Linked DNA regions of Ovis aries: region 1 is linked to region 2. Evidence: chromatin contacts called from public Hi-C data. All regions are on one chromosome and are shown on one strand. The core of a region is the stretch at or near the end of the contact, and the rest is flanking DNA. Distances in the headings are between cores, read along the strand shown. Region 1 holds the start of MAN2B1 (mannosidase alpha class 2B member 1). Region 2 holds the start of MAST1 (microtubule associated serine/threonine kinase 1).

Region 1 (6,485 bases), core at 1,773-4,272, 130 kb after region 2:
CTGCAGTGGAAGCTTGGAGACTTAAACCACTGGACCCCCAGGGAAGTCCTGAAACCCTCACTTTCAAGGGCAGTCTTGTCTCAGGGAAGCCTTCCCCACGACACCCATTGTAATTCTAGGTTGTTTTTAGTCATACTTTGCCATTTTTGTAGATATTTACAGCTTCTGAGATTACAGTTCTTGGTCATAAAAATAAGCAGGTGTGCCAACGGGTAGACTCATTAAAGGACATGGTGGGGTCAGAGATGCTCCCATCTCTCTTGGCTGGCCTTTATCTACACAAATGAAGACAGACAGACATGAATACTGTAACACTCCAGTCATAACCAGTTACTGTGGCCTGGCCAAGAAAAAGGCCCTGTGCACACCATCACTGACTGCCTACGTGGAACCTGGGCCTGGAGAAAGGCTTGAACCAGGAGTGGACCCTACATGGGCACTGTGGACTGATACCAAACAACTGGGGAACTGCAGACCAAACTGCCAGCACGTCCCAACAAGGAATCTGGGAACAGAACCAAGGGCCTGCGGTTTCCAGCCAAATGAGGAACTGTAGTCAGAACCACCAGCAGCTCCCAGCATGGAACTAGTGATTCCAGACAAATGAGGAACTGGCCAGAAAGCCAATTAGGTCGGGAGCATGACACAGAGAGCAGAGCTCAGAACTGAGAGGAACTTACCCATGGCCTCCAGATCCAGCGAGAAAGACAGTGAACTCAGAAGGGGATTCACGGGTACCCCTCCTTGTGTTCCTTGTCCCTGAATGTCAGAGGTTCACTTTGGATCCTGTTGCTGCTACCAAACCTCTTGAAAAACAAAATTCACCTGAGTAAATTCTAAAGGTCTAATTGGCTTTACTGAAGGATTCATGAATCTGGCAACATCTCGTCTAACAAGTAGAGGGGAGCATTAAAGGGCTATAGAAACAGAAAGGTTTTTAAAGGTAGAACAGGGAAGTCATAAACAGAAAAAAGGATGACTACAATGTCAGAGACTATGTTTCTGGAGGAGGCTGATGCTCCTTTCAGGCTAGGTAGTAAGCCCCAGTTTAGTGGCACGGCCTAGCATAAATGACTCCGTTTTGGACCTGTGGTTTTATTTTTAACAATGGGGATGGGTCTCAGATGGTGGGTTGGAGGTCCAGGGAAGCATCTGCCCACCCTAGGGGCAGAAGTCGAATGCCTCTGACCCTGAGCCTGCCGCAGGTACAAGCCCCCACCGAGCGAGTGTAACCCAGCCCTGGATGATCCGACACCAGACTACATGAACCTGCTCGGCATGATCTTCAGCATGTGCGGCCTCATGCTCAAGGTGGGCAGGGCTGGGGTAATGATAAGTGGAGAAAATCAGAGCTGTTGTGAAGCCAGAGGTCCGGGTCAGGGTGGGCACATTGGACGTTGGTCTGAGGCTTTAAGGCAACTTGGTGGGGTCCTTAGGGTGATGGGGGATGTTAAGGACCAGGCTTCTTAGGCTTGAGGGAACATGGTCAGAGATGCAGTTCAGGGATTAGGACCAGAACTTGGGTACCTAGAGTTAACTTTGGGAGGCTGAGACAGAGGGACTCCTGGGGATCAAGGCTGGAGCTGCACCAGGTGAAACTGGGATTGGAACTGGTGGGGGAATGGCTCACTGGGGTGCCTCTCACTGACCTAACCCTGCCCGTCCACCCCCCTCTTCCAGCTGAAGTGGTGCGCTTGGGTTGCTGTCTACTGCTCCTTCATCAGCTTTGCCAACTCCCGGAGCTCTGAGGACACGAAGCAGATGATGAGTAGCTTCATGTGAGGCTGGGTCTGGGGAGGGAGGGACTCCTGGGGGAGGGGAGGGAGCCCCCCCCCCCGACCCCCTCCCCGCCCCCCAGCCTCTCCATCCTGGACTGACACCTCTCTCCTATCTCAGGCTATCCATCTCTGCTGTGGTGATGTCATATCTGCAGAACCCTCAGCCCATGACGCCCCCCTGGTGATGTCAGCCTAGAGGGGTCACGTCTTGGGCCTCTCTAGCCACCTTGCCCTAGGCCTCACCCGTGGCTGCTCAGCCTCCTGCCATCAGCTGCAGTGCTGGGCTTCCCTGGGCGAGGCAGTCTCTGGGTCTGCAGCTGGACGGAGGGAACCTGGCCCTGACCCTGGGATCTCACGGCTGCTGGAGCAGAGAGAGGAATCCCCTCGGCCTAACCGTCCACCCCACCTTCTTTTCCTACCCTGCCTGCTCCCAGGGGAGACGCTGTCCATGTTTCTAGGTGTACCCACTCATTTTCTTGTTGAAACCCGTTAATAAAGTTTTGCATTCTGGCTGTTCTCTGCGACCCCTCTCTCCTGTGCATGGTGGCTGTTTGTCCTAATAGAGGGAAGGGCTCCACCTTCCCACTCTGTCAGGCCTGGGGTGGGGCCCCAGTCTGGAGCCTTTTGGTTAGTTCATTTGCTTATTTCGCAAGACTCATGCCTTAAGCCAGCTGCCAGAGACTAAACAGTGATCTCTGTCCTCTGACAACGCAGAAGATAGCTCTGCTGATCTCAGGAATCTGGGCTTTGGTTTTCTCAAATGTGTGAGGGTAATGTCAGGACATCGGATGGACTGGTAGGGACTGGGGAAGGTAGGCAGTTCTCCCCTTACCTGTCAGGTTCTCACTGCTCACCAGAGGACACTGGTATCTCTTGAACAAGGCTGGGGGTCTCCCCTCCCCAGCACTGTAAGGGTAATTCCTTTATTTAACGTCTCAATCCATAGGACGAAACAGCCCCCATTAACCTCAGCTCCTAGCCAAGCTAGGTCCTTTGCAAACCGTAGCCCTGAAGGTCGATGGAATACCCTAGAATCCTAGGCAATACCTCCAAGGCAAACTCAGCATCCGCGGGAAAACCTGAGACTTATGCGTCGGTGGTGGGGAGGGGGACACTATAGGGCACTCCGGTCACACAGAGGCCACAAGACCCTAAAGGCTTCACTGGCCAAAGCAGCACCCTGAGGATGTGACGCGCCAGTGCCTTCCTTCGCTGCTAGAGCCCCCAGCTGTACCCAGAGCTACCGCGTTGGTCTCGTGATGGACCTGGTCACGCCTCGGGCACGCCCCCGCCTGTGCCCATTGGCCAAGTCGGGTTCTGGAGGCGGAGCATTTACCCGGCCTCGGCCTGGCCGGAGAACCCCCGGAGGCGGAGGCCGAGGCGGCGGCGGCTGCAGAGCCATGGCTGGTGACGCGCGGCCTTCAGGGGTTCGCGCCGGCGGCTGCTGGGGCGCGGTAGAATCACGGACGAGTTTCCGCGCGCCGCGGCCACCGCTCCCGCCTCTCTCCTTCCTCTTCGTGTTGTTCCTAGCGGCGCCCTGCGCTTGGGCGGCGGGATACAAGGTGAGCGCGGCCCGCTAGCGGAAATGTACAAGAGCCATAGTGAAGCTTCCAGTAGAATCCGGAGGTGTGGGTGGGTCTGTTTTGTGGGTGCCCAGTGAGTGGTTGCTAATATGACAGTGTGATCTGGTTCATCCTTTGTGTTACTGAGAAGACTGGCTGTGTTAGTCTGAGAACGGAGCTGTCTGTGTCTGTCTCTTGCGTCTGTGGGTTGGCTTACCTGGACTTTGCAAGCATTCACATGAGCGGGCTGTAAGTGTGATGGGGACTGGTTGAGAGTTGGAAGTCAGCTGCCTGAAGTTCTAACCTGGCTTCTCCACTTGCTGGCTGTGTGACCTTGGCCAAGTCACTTCACTTCTCTGATCCTCTGTATGCTCATCTGAAAACTGGAGATAATGTTGCCCTCAGGTCCCAGGGTGGCTGCTTGGTATTAACAAATTATTGATAAACATTAGCTACTACTAGTATTTCCCCAGGGCATGCACAAGAGGTGCTCTGAGAAGTTCTGTCAATTGGGAAGTACATCTATGGCACAACTATGTGTGTCCTTCTTGGGGGAGCCCATCCCCACCTTAGTCACTTGCTTCTAGATCAAAACTTGCCTTATATCCTCCCAACTCCCCACTGCAGCCTGCCTCTTAACCTTGGGGTTACTGACAGAGTGAGGTGTGTTTGGGGTCCCTGTGCAGACATGCCCAAAGGTGAAGCCAGACATGCTGAATGTACACCTGGTGCCTCACACACACGATGATGTCGGCTGGCTCAAGACGGTGGACCAGTACTTTTACGGCAGTGAGTAGAGGAGGGTGGGGAGTGACCCCTGGGACTCCCATGGTCCCGCAGAGCCCTTCAAATTGCTTTTCAGGCCTGGACAATCAGGGTGGGGCAACACCCAGCTTGGGCTCCTGTGTCTAAGAATGTTTCCCTTGGCTTGCTGATTCCTGATTGCCTGACCCCTGTGCCCACAGTCTACAATAACATCCAGCAGGCGGGCGTACAGTACATCCTAGACTCCGTCATCTCTTCCTTGCTGGCGGATCCCACCCGCCGCTTCATCTATGTGGAAATTGCCTTCTTCTCGCGTTGGTGGCACCAGCAGACAGATGCAACACAGAAAATCGTGCGGGACCTGGTGCGCCAGGGTGAGCCTCCCCTCAGGAAGTGAAAAGAGGAAGCCCAGCCCAGCTGCTATCTCTAGCACCCTGGCTTCTGAGATTTTATCATGCCATGTGCAGCCTCTATGTGGCTGCACCTGCCTGGAATTTCCCTTTTTTGGAGAACAACTAAACATCCTGTAAGACCCCACCTCCAGTGAATCCTCTAGAAAGCCTGCTGTACAAGGGGGCCTTCTGTTCCATAGCTCACTTACACTGGCCTGAGAGTGACCCCTGACCCTTCTTCTCCTCTCAGGCCTGGTCATTTAGGCAGGTCTTCTCGTCCCTGGCATCACCAACCCTGGCCCCACTCCTGGCCTTGACAACTGACTCGGACTTTGCCCCTCCCGGCACAGGACGCCTAGAGTTTGCCAACGGTGGCTGGGTGATGAACGATGAGGCGACCACCCACTACGGAGCCATCATCGACCAGATGACACTCGGGCTGCGCTTCCTGGAGGAGACGTTCGGCAGCGACGGGCGCCCCCGTGTGGCCTGGCACATCGACCCATTCGGCCACTCTCGGGAGCAAGCCTCACTGTTCGCTCAGGTTTTCAGATCTCTTGGGCCCGCCCCTTTATTCTTTCTGACTCCTCCTCTGTCATCCAAGTCCCGCCCCTTTCTGCAAGTTCACCGGAACCCGGCCCTACCCCTGGCCCTCTCGCTGCTTAAGACCCTGCCTCTTGGGTGACCTGTGAATTCCATTCTTTTTTTGCTCTGGCCTTGGCTCTGCTCTGTCCTAGCCTAGGTTGACCCTCATCACCTATCCCCATACACCCCGGCCTCCCTTGTCCAGCTGAGTCTTCCCCCTCCCCTGATTCCACCCAGTTTGTTCTGATCCTGGCTCTTGGCCAAGCTGGGTGGCTGGTTAGGGCCTGCCTGCGGTTTTTCAGCCGGCTTCATTACCTGTGCCATGACCATCCTCCTTCCCTTGCTAGGCTGCGGAAGGGGGAATGGCTCCTAGACCTGGGGAAGGTGGAGGTGGGTTGTAGCGTTGGATTTGCTCTCTCCCGGCGCTCCTGCAGGGCTTCTGACCTTCCCCAACCTTTGAAGTGAACTGGAGGGCCTCCCTGGTCTTTGGCTTGGTTTTTCTCCCTGTGCTTGTGAGGTTGGTGGTTGGTGATGAGAGGACTGGTCCCTTACTCCTCCTGCCCTCTCTTGTTCTCCCAACCCGCTCGTCATCCTGCCCCATCTCCAGATGGGTTTTGACGGCTTCTTCTTTGGACGCCTGGATTATCAAGACAAGAAAGTGCGGGAAACGGCGTTGCAGATGGAGCAGGTGTGGCGGGCCAGCGCCAGCCTGAAGCCTCCCACCGCCGACCTCTTCACCAGTAAGGTGGCAGAGTGGAAAGAGGGCCGCCCCCGTGCTCAGAAGGGCCCTGGGCTTGATTTATAGTCTGCTATCATTGTCTTAAAATTCTTAGTAGTTTATGAACATGGGCCCACCATTTGCAGTTTGCACTGGGCTTGGCAAATTCTGAAATCCATCCCTGGTGAGGCCTGGTAGGTCTAGGGGCCATGACCACCCCCTGAGCCTAATGTGGTCCGCAGGTGTGCTCCCCAACATGTACAGCCCGCCAGAAGGTCTGTGCTGGGACATGCTGTGTGCCGACAAGCCCTTTGTGGAGGACGTGCGCAGCCCAGAGTACAACGCAAAGGAGCTGGTCCATCACTTCCTGAAGTTGGCCACTGACCAGGTAACCGGGTGTCCAGAACCTATGCCTCTAGTGTACACGCACTGGGCCCTTCCATCGGCCCAGACAGTCCCCAACGTTTCCTCACCTTCACTGGGGGAAGGTAAAATTCCATTCACCATCACCATACCTTGTTCCTGGATTTGTGTGCATTTCTGATTAGAAAGGTGGACCCCTTCGCCAGAGCACATCCCCACCATGTTTGCTAGACAGCATGGCACAGGACCTCAGTACCCATGTCTGGGTGGTAGGCCCAAGAGAATTCCTCAACCGCTTGTGGCTCTTTTTCTGTGTGTCCCT
Region 2 (6,696 bases), core at 66-2,565:
TTGTTCGGTCTTCGCGGCATCTCCCTTCCTTGTATTAGAACCCATTCTCCTAACCCAACCCAGGGATAAGAAGGGAATCAGAGGAAGACCTGAAGAGTCCATCTGGGCTGTGGTTAAAACTCAGGACTGGTTCCAGCATCATCCAGACGCCTGAGAAGTCCTTGCCCTCTGAAATGGCCCCTTCCAAAAGTGGAAGAGGGCCCTGGGTGAGGGTTTGAATTCTCTCCTCATCCCAAACTCCAGGCTAGGGATGCAGCCTGAGACTGGGCTCATTCTAGGCTTTACATAAACTCTTCCAGATTACCTAGCTCGGGGCTGTGCGTCAAGGAGACTCAGAAGAACCAGATGCCAGGCAGGCCTTAGGGTGAAGTTTTGATCAATTTTCACTCTGGAGTTAGTTTGGAGGCAACACCAAACCCCCATATTAACCCTTAAAAGTGCATGCTGCGGACCAAATAGAACCCTTCTCAACTTCAGAATCCCCACCCATCTAGGAGGTGGGAGTTCCCCACACTCCACAGCAAGCCTCAGTATCCCACTCCGTGCAGTGGACCCACATTTCCTGCGCCTGCGCAGCCTGGAGACCAACATCTAAGGCTGCAAGGAGCTAAAAATCGCTCCCGCCCACCCACAAGCTGGGCTGGGCTTGAGGATCGCGGAGTGGGGGCGGGGGTAGGGTAGTGTTGTAGTGAAGAGGGGTGGAATCAAGGGTGAGGAGGAAGACTGTCTAGATCCCTGTCCAATTAGGGCAGTAGGAAGAATCTCGGTGGCCAAGCAGGTGCGTGCAGGTCGTAGGGGGTCCCCATGACTCAGAAAGGGACTCCTAGGGTAATGAGGGGCGAGGCTGCAACACAAACATGTTTACCGCTGCTGCGGCGCCTGCAGCCCCGGGGGCCGCGAGCCCTGGGGCAATAACTTTGCCCTGCACCCCCTCACCCCGAGCCTGGCCGAGCACCAGGGCGAAGATCTCAGTCCCAGCCCCCTATCTCCTCTGAAGGGTCGGGCGCCCCTGGGCTACTCTCGAGGGGGAGCGCTAGGCTGCAGGCCCCTCCGTCAGATCCCTGGGTCCCCGGGCAGAGCCTGAGGGGCGGGGTCCCCAGCGCGGCGGGACGCGGCCACCTCGTTCCCCCCGGGTAGCTTCCCGAGGCCGTGGGAGGGGGTGCCTGGGCCCACCCCGGCGTCAAGTTCTCCCGCCTCCTGCCGGGCTCCGCCCCGGGGTGCCGACCCCTTCCCATCCACCCGGGGCCGCCGCATACCTGCAGCCTCCGGCGACGAATCAGGCCGGAATCGTCCATGGCGGCGGCGGCAGCGGCTTCGGCCCCCGGGAGGGAGGTGGGAGGCGGCGGTAGCGGCGGGAGGCGGGAGGCGGGAGGGAGTGAGAAGCCGCGGGGACCGCGGCGGCGGCGGCTGGGGCGGGGGGGGGGGGACCGGAGGGAGGTGGCGGGGGCGGAGCAAAGTGGGGCGGACCCGGCACCGTCACTGCGTCTGGGCGCCCGAGCCCGGCCTTGGCCGAGGCTGCCCGCGCAGGGGGAAAGGGGGTAAGCGTGGGGGAGGAGCCTCCAGATGCCCCCAGTGAAGTCAAGCTACCGTGAGACCCCCGTAAGGAAAGACGTGCCAGGGGAGAGACATGCTCGTGGGTAGGCTCCCAACGCAAGAAACACCCCAAGGGAGACAAGCTCACTAAGATACATTCCCTATGCAGACAACTCCCTCCCCGCAGTGATCCCCTCAGAGAGACACATTCCCACGGGGAGGTAGTCCCCGCAGGGAGGTCCTCTCCAATCAGGAACTCCTTTCACCCTGAGAATCATTTCTGAAACAGATGGTCTCTGAGAGGTGACACTTCCTTTCAAAAGCCCACCCTTCAAAGAAGAGACATTTCCGTAGAGAAGGATCCGCGCCAGGATATTTCACTTGGGGAGCCTGGTGAGGGTACCCTCAATGAAAGACCCCATAAAAGCCATAGTCTCTATGAGAAATTGCCCCTATCCACGAGACTTCATATCCCAAGGAGTCTCTTAGAGTGTATCTGCAGTGTATGAGACCTGTCCTCATAGGAGATGCCCCCTCAGGAAAACACTTACAGGCATATACGAACCCCCTTCCCAAGCAGAGACTCCTCGGGGAACCCTGCCGCCCCCTCCCCCAGCGATCCCCTCCCTCATCGTCGGGATTAAGAAGCCAGGCTAGGCTGGGCTGTATTTATAGGAACGATTAGCTGGTAGTTGGGAAGGGGGGCAGCGGGAGCGATTTTCACCACTCCCCCGCAGTGTTCCTACTGCTGAGGCCAAGCCAACAATGCTTCCCAGAGTTGGAGTGGAAGCCCCCACCCCCAACGTTGACATTGGAGGGCACGGCGGGGTGGCGGCTTCCCAAGGGTCTCAGCCCATAACCTTCTCGAAGGCCCTGGAGGGCGCGGTCACTGGGCCGGAGCGACCTCTGACAGTCAAAGGGAGCCACTTCGAAGTCTACTTCTTGGTGTTCCCCAGGCGCTTTTCTACTCATCTCTGCGCCTTTGCCTGAGTTGTCTTGATCTGTTTCTCTCTGTCTCTGTCGGCATGTTTGTGCTGCCATCTCGCCGAGTCTGTTCCTCGCACTCCTCTGTCCAAGGTCGGGACATTTCTTTTGCCCCGGATTCAGCCTGCAGCCTAGGGAACTCTCCGTGGTGCTGATCTGGAGCACTCCTGTCCGTCGTGCTGAAATATGAGCGCAGGGTTGGGGGCGAAGGTCAGGGGAAAGGAAGGGTTATCGGGAGGCACAGCTTAGAAGATGGACAGATATGACCCACGAACACCCTGGACTACCCCAAGATGGAGCGGGTGAGGGCTAAGTCCACTGGATACTGGTTGCTGAAGCCAACAGCGTGTACCCATGCAGCGCCCAGGAGACAGTGTCTCTTGATTCATTTATTCAACAGGTATTGAGCACCTACTGTGTGCAAAGAAGTGGTTTGGATTTTGGGAGTACATCCATAAAAGAGACAGACAAAAACTCTGCACTAGTCTGAGACGAAAGGGAGAGAGATTGTGGTAGTGGTCATTGCTCACAAAAACATGCACACTCTACGAGCACAGGCAAACACACACACACACACACACACTGCAAACTTACACATGAACATAAACATGCCAACGCATGTTCAACAAACAGACTCACATACACATACACCCATTCTGGAAACACTCCACAAAACATACATTCTACAAACACACACACATACAAACATATATGGAGCAAACACAGAAACACATATACAGACAAACTGACGTTCTGCAAACATACATCCAAACACGTACTTAGAAAACACAGACATACACACACTCAGCAATGCAGACACACACAACACATACAAACACAAGCATAGGCAGGCATATACACAACCATAATCCAAACCAAGGGAAGCTCAGCTGCACACTAAATACAGTATGCAAAATACAGACACATTATCCTCCCAGTACAAAACATGGACACGCATACACGTACTCATGAACTCACTGGAAGGTTGTTTTTCTTTCTTTCTTTTAGTTTTAGTTTATTTTGGAGGGCCGTTTTACTTGCTGGACACTGCCACTAAACTGTCAGCTCTACGAGGATTGAGATTTTCATGTCTTAGTCAAAACGTTGCATCCTCAGAAGCTGGTATACCATAAGTGCTCAATAAATGTTTGTTGAATGAATTGAGGGAATGTTTGTAGGGGACAAAAATTCACAGAAACTTCAGAGGGGTCATGCACACACACATTTTAGAGGGAGACACACACCATCTCCACACATGGTACCTTATTCACTCATCGTCAACATTCATAGTCAACAACTTTTATCCACCGACCTATTCACAGTATTTCTGCAGGATACCTACCCTCTTCCTACATCCCTCTCCCCAGCATTTATTACCTGACTCTTACTCAGCTGGATACACTAGGCTTGGAACATTTACAGACCTCCTTACCCAGATTTTGAACATACACACATACATGCACACAAACCCAAGAGATTTGCATAAGCATACCCTCACACAACAAACACATATAAACTCTCAGTACATACACACACACACACACATACACACACACACCCTCATCCAACACACACACACACTCTTCACACATACAGAGTTTAAGTCACAAGCTCTACGTAAAGACAAACACAAGGACATGTACACACCAGCCCCAGATCCTCTGGTCTTTGGTTCCCTGGAGCAGAGGGAGGGGTTAGGGAAAACCACTCCTCTGCATCAACCACGCCCCTTTCAGCTGTCGTTGTTTCCTGGATTTGAGCCTGAGGTGTCTCAGCAGCGGCCTAGACTCCAGTTCGACTAACAGGTGAGAGGTGGCCAGAAGTGGCCACAGGAAGAAGAGAGGGGGAAAAAATTGCCTTGACTTCACAGACCCCCAGTATCCCCTGCCCTGGGGACTTTGGATCCCAGGGGCAGAACCCGAGTCCTGCCACAGTCAAGGTTGGCTCCAAAGGTCTAGCCCTGGGTGGCAGTTCCTAAGCCGATTGTAGGCTGAGAGAGAGAAGATGACCATGAAAGGGGCCAGCAGGGATCGAGTGGGAAGGAGGGAGGAGACTGGGCAGAGGAGAGGATGGAATTACTGGACAGAAGAGGGGACTGGAAAATCCCGGACGTCCCCTTAGAGGATGGAGGAGGTTGCCTGGGGTCCTGTAGAGTGGGAGATTGTTTCAGGGGAGGGAGATGGGGAACCATGGTCAAACAGGAGTGAGGTCACTTGCACCTGAAGGGATGGAAGGGACATAAGCCCCCCATGGGGGGCTCCTGGGTCAGAGGCAGGCCTTGGTGCCCCATGGGGAATTTAGAGTGTTTGCCTATTGCTTCCTCATCAGCTGCCCATTCTTTCGTCTGCCTGGCACTGTCTCCTGGCTGTGCATCAGGACAGTGCCACCCTAAGCTACCAGAAAGGGACAACTGAACCTCACCCTGCATCCCAGCTACCTCTCATCTCAGGCGGACATGGCCTGCAGGGGTCGCACTCGACCCAGGGCCTTGGCCTGGGCCCTGCAGCTGACCCTGGCATGGATGCTGCTGGGGGCTAGTGGAGGGAGCCACCCACTCCCAGCTAGATCACAGAGACACCGTAGGCTGGCGACCAATCTGGGCACAGACCAGCTGCACCTGGAAGGTAAGCATTCCAGATTATGCCTAAACTCTAACATCCAGAAACCTCAACTCAGCCACAACAATGCCAGAATTTCCTTCCCAGAGGGATTTAGGGTGACTGAAGGAGGCACCTGGGTCTAGTGGTGATTAAAGAGCGCGGATTACCTAGGTTCAAATCCCAACTGCCACTTCATAGCTGTGTGACCCTGGGCAAGTCACTCAACCTTTCTGAGCCTCATGTGGACCATTAAGAAAGGAGGAGAAATAACAGATCTACCTCATAGGGATGTTGTGAAGGAGTATATGTAACCATATGAGAACTTACATCGCTGCCAGGAATGTAATAAATGACAAGTTGATTTTGATTTGTGGTTATTACTAATTGAAGCTGCATTTACATCCCAAGCAAAGTGTCTTTGATTTTTATGTTTGGGAGGACTTACATAATTAGGGTTTCCCAATTTGGAGGGACCCCAAGCCTTGGTTCCTCAGCTGTAAGGACACAAGACTGGAACTTGCTGGAGTCCCTTTCTCTGCGGCCCTCTTTTCCCTCAGAGATGAACCCACCAGAGGCATCGGACTCTGGGCTCCTCCCAGTGCGCTGTGGGGAGCTGAGCCCCAGGTGAGTACACCCACCTCGGGCGTGTCTCTCTGTGTTCTTTGCTCGGGTTGCCCAACTAGGGGCCAAAACCCTTGCGCATCCTGACCTATCCGTCCTGTCTCTCTCGATGTCCAGGTGCGAATCCTTCCTGGTACACCTCCAGGCTGCCCTTCGCAGTCGTTTCCACCTGCTGCTCTTGGGGGTGCGCCAGAGGCAGCCGCTCTGCTCTGAGCTCTGCGATGCCTGGTAGGAGAGGCGGTGTCTGAGGGACGTGGCCTATAGTTTGGGCGGGGCCAAACGAGGGATCTGCCTCTTGATCCTCCGGGCACCTGAAGCGGCGTGGCCCGAGTCCAAAGCCTCCAAGTCTAAAGGACGAGGCATTCTAAGCCATCTATAGGGTCGCACAGAGTCGGACACGACTGAAGCGACTTAGCAGCAGCAGCAGCAGACAACGGCAGAGGTTGTGGAAACCCTGGCTTCTATGATTGGCAGTACGGAGGAGTAGCCATCCGTGGAGCAGGACCTTTTTTTTTTTTTTTTTAAAGGGTAGGGCCTCTTGATTGAGAAGAGGAACTAAAAGGGTGGGACTGGCCTGGAACAGATAGTCTGAGGTGGGCAAGAATGAGTTCTCAAGTGACAGGGTCCTGGGTAAATGCAGAGAATATGGGGCGGGTTGAAATCTAGGGAATGGTTTTTGTAGGAGCGTGGTTCTAAGAGGCGGGGCCTGGATCTGGTAAGGGACATATGGGGCAAAGCCTTGGAGAGCAGGAATCCCACTAGCCTTTCTCCACCTTCTTCTCTCCACACACCATTCCCAGGTTTGCCACTTGCGAAAGTGACGTCATCTGCAGCCCGACTTGGCTCCCACTCCTCGAAAAGAGGAGCTGCGAGCCTGGCTGCACTACTTATGGGCAGGTGAGCATGGGGCAGAGGAACCAGGGAAGAGACTGACACCTACCCTTACTGTGTCCAGGGT

Evidence for each region. Hi-C and Micro-C count contacts between places; a contact is called where the count stands out from the background.
Region 1: a contact with region 2 is called in a Hi-C map of tail adipose tissue, with 3 times the contacts expected there. The contact joins the promoter of MAN2B1 here to the promoter of MAST1 in region 2. A contact is called at or near these places in 4 of 16 Hi-C or Micro-C datasets (blood, omental adipose tissue and tail adipose tissue).

What each region holds. Positions count from the first base shown.
Region 1 is chr5:11,135,973-11,142,457 of ARS-UI_Ramb_v3.0, forward strand. It overlaps MAN2B1 (mannosidase alpha class 2B member 1), which reads left to right and starts at 3,023. Exons shown (of 24, transcript XM_027969572.2): 1 at 3,023-3,340; 2 at 4,027-4,129; 3 at 4,306-4,479; 4 at 4,848-5,041; 5 at 5,690-5,822; 6 at 6,043-6,188. The coding sequence starts at 3,038. WDR83OS (WD repeat domain 83 opposite strand) reads left to right here. Exons shown (of 4, transcript XM_027969571.2): 2 at 1,206-1,311; 3 at 1,681-1,778; 4 at 1,897-2,302. The coding sequence ends at 1,963.
Region 2 is chr5:11,008,918-11,015,613 of ARS-UI_Ramb_v3.0, forward strand. It overlaps MAST1 (microtubule associated serine/threonine kinase 1), which reads right to left and starts at 1,316. Exons shown (of 27, transcript XM_042249854.2): 1 at 1,257-1,316. The coding sequence starts at 1,295. It overlaps RTBDN (retbindin), which reads left to right and starts at 4,252. Exons shown (of 6, transcript XM_027969550.3): 1 at 4,252-4,322; 2 at 4,846-5,141; 3 at 5,675-5,741; 4 at 5,856-5,966; 5 at 6,539-6,635. The coding sequence starts at 4,973.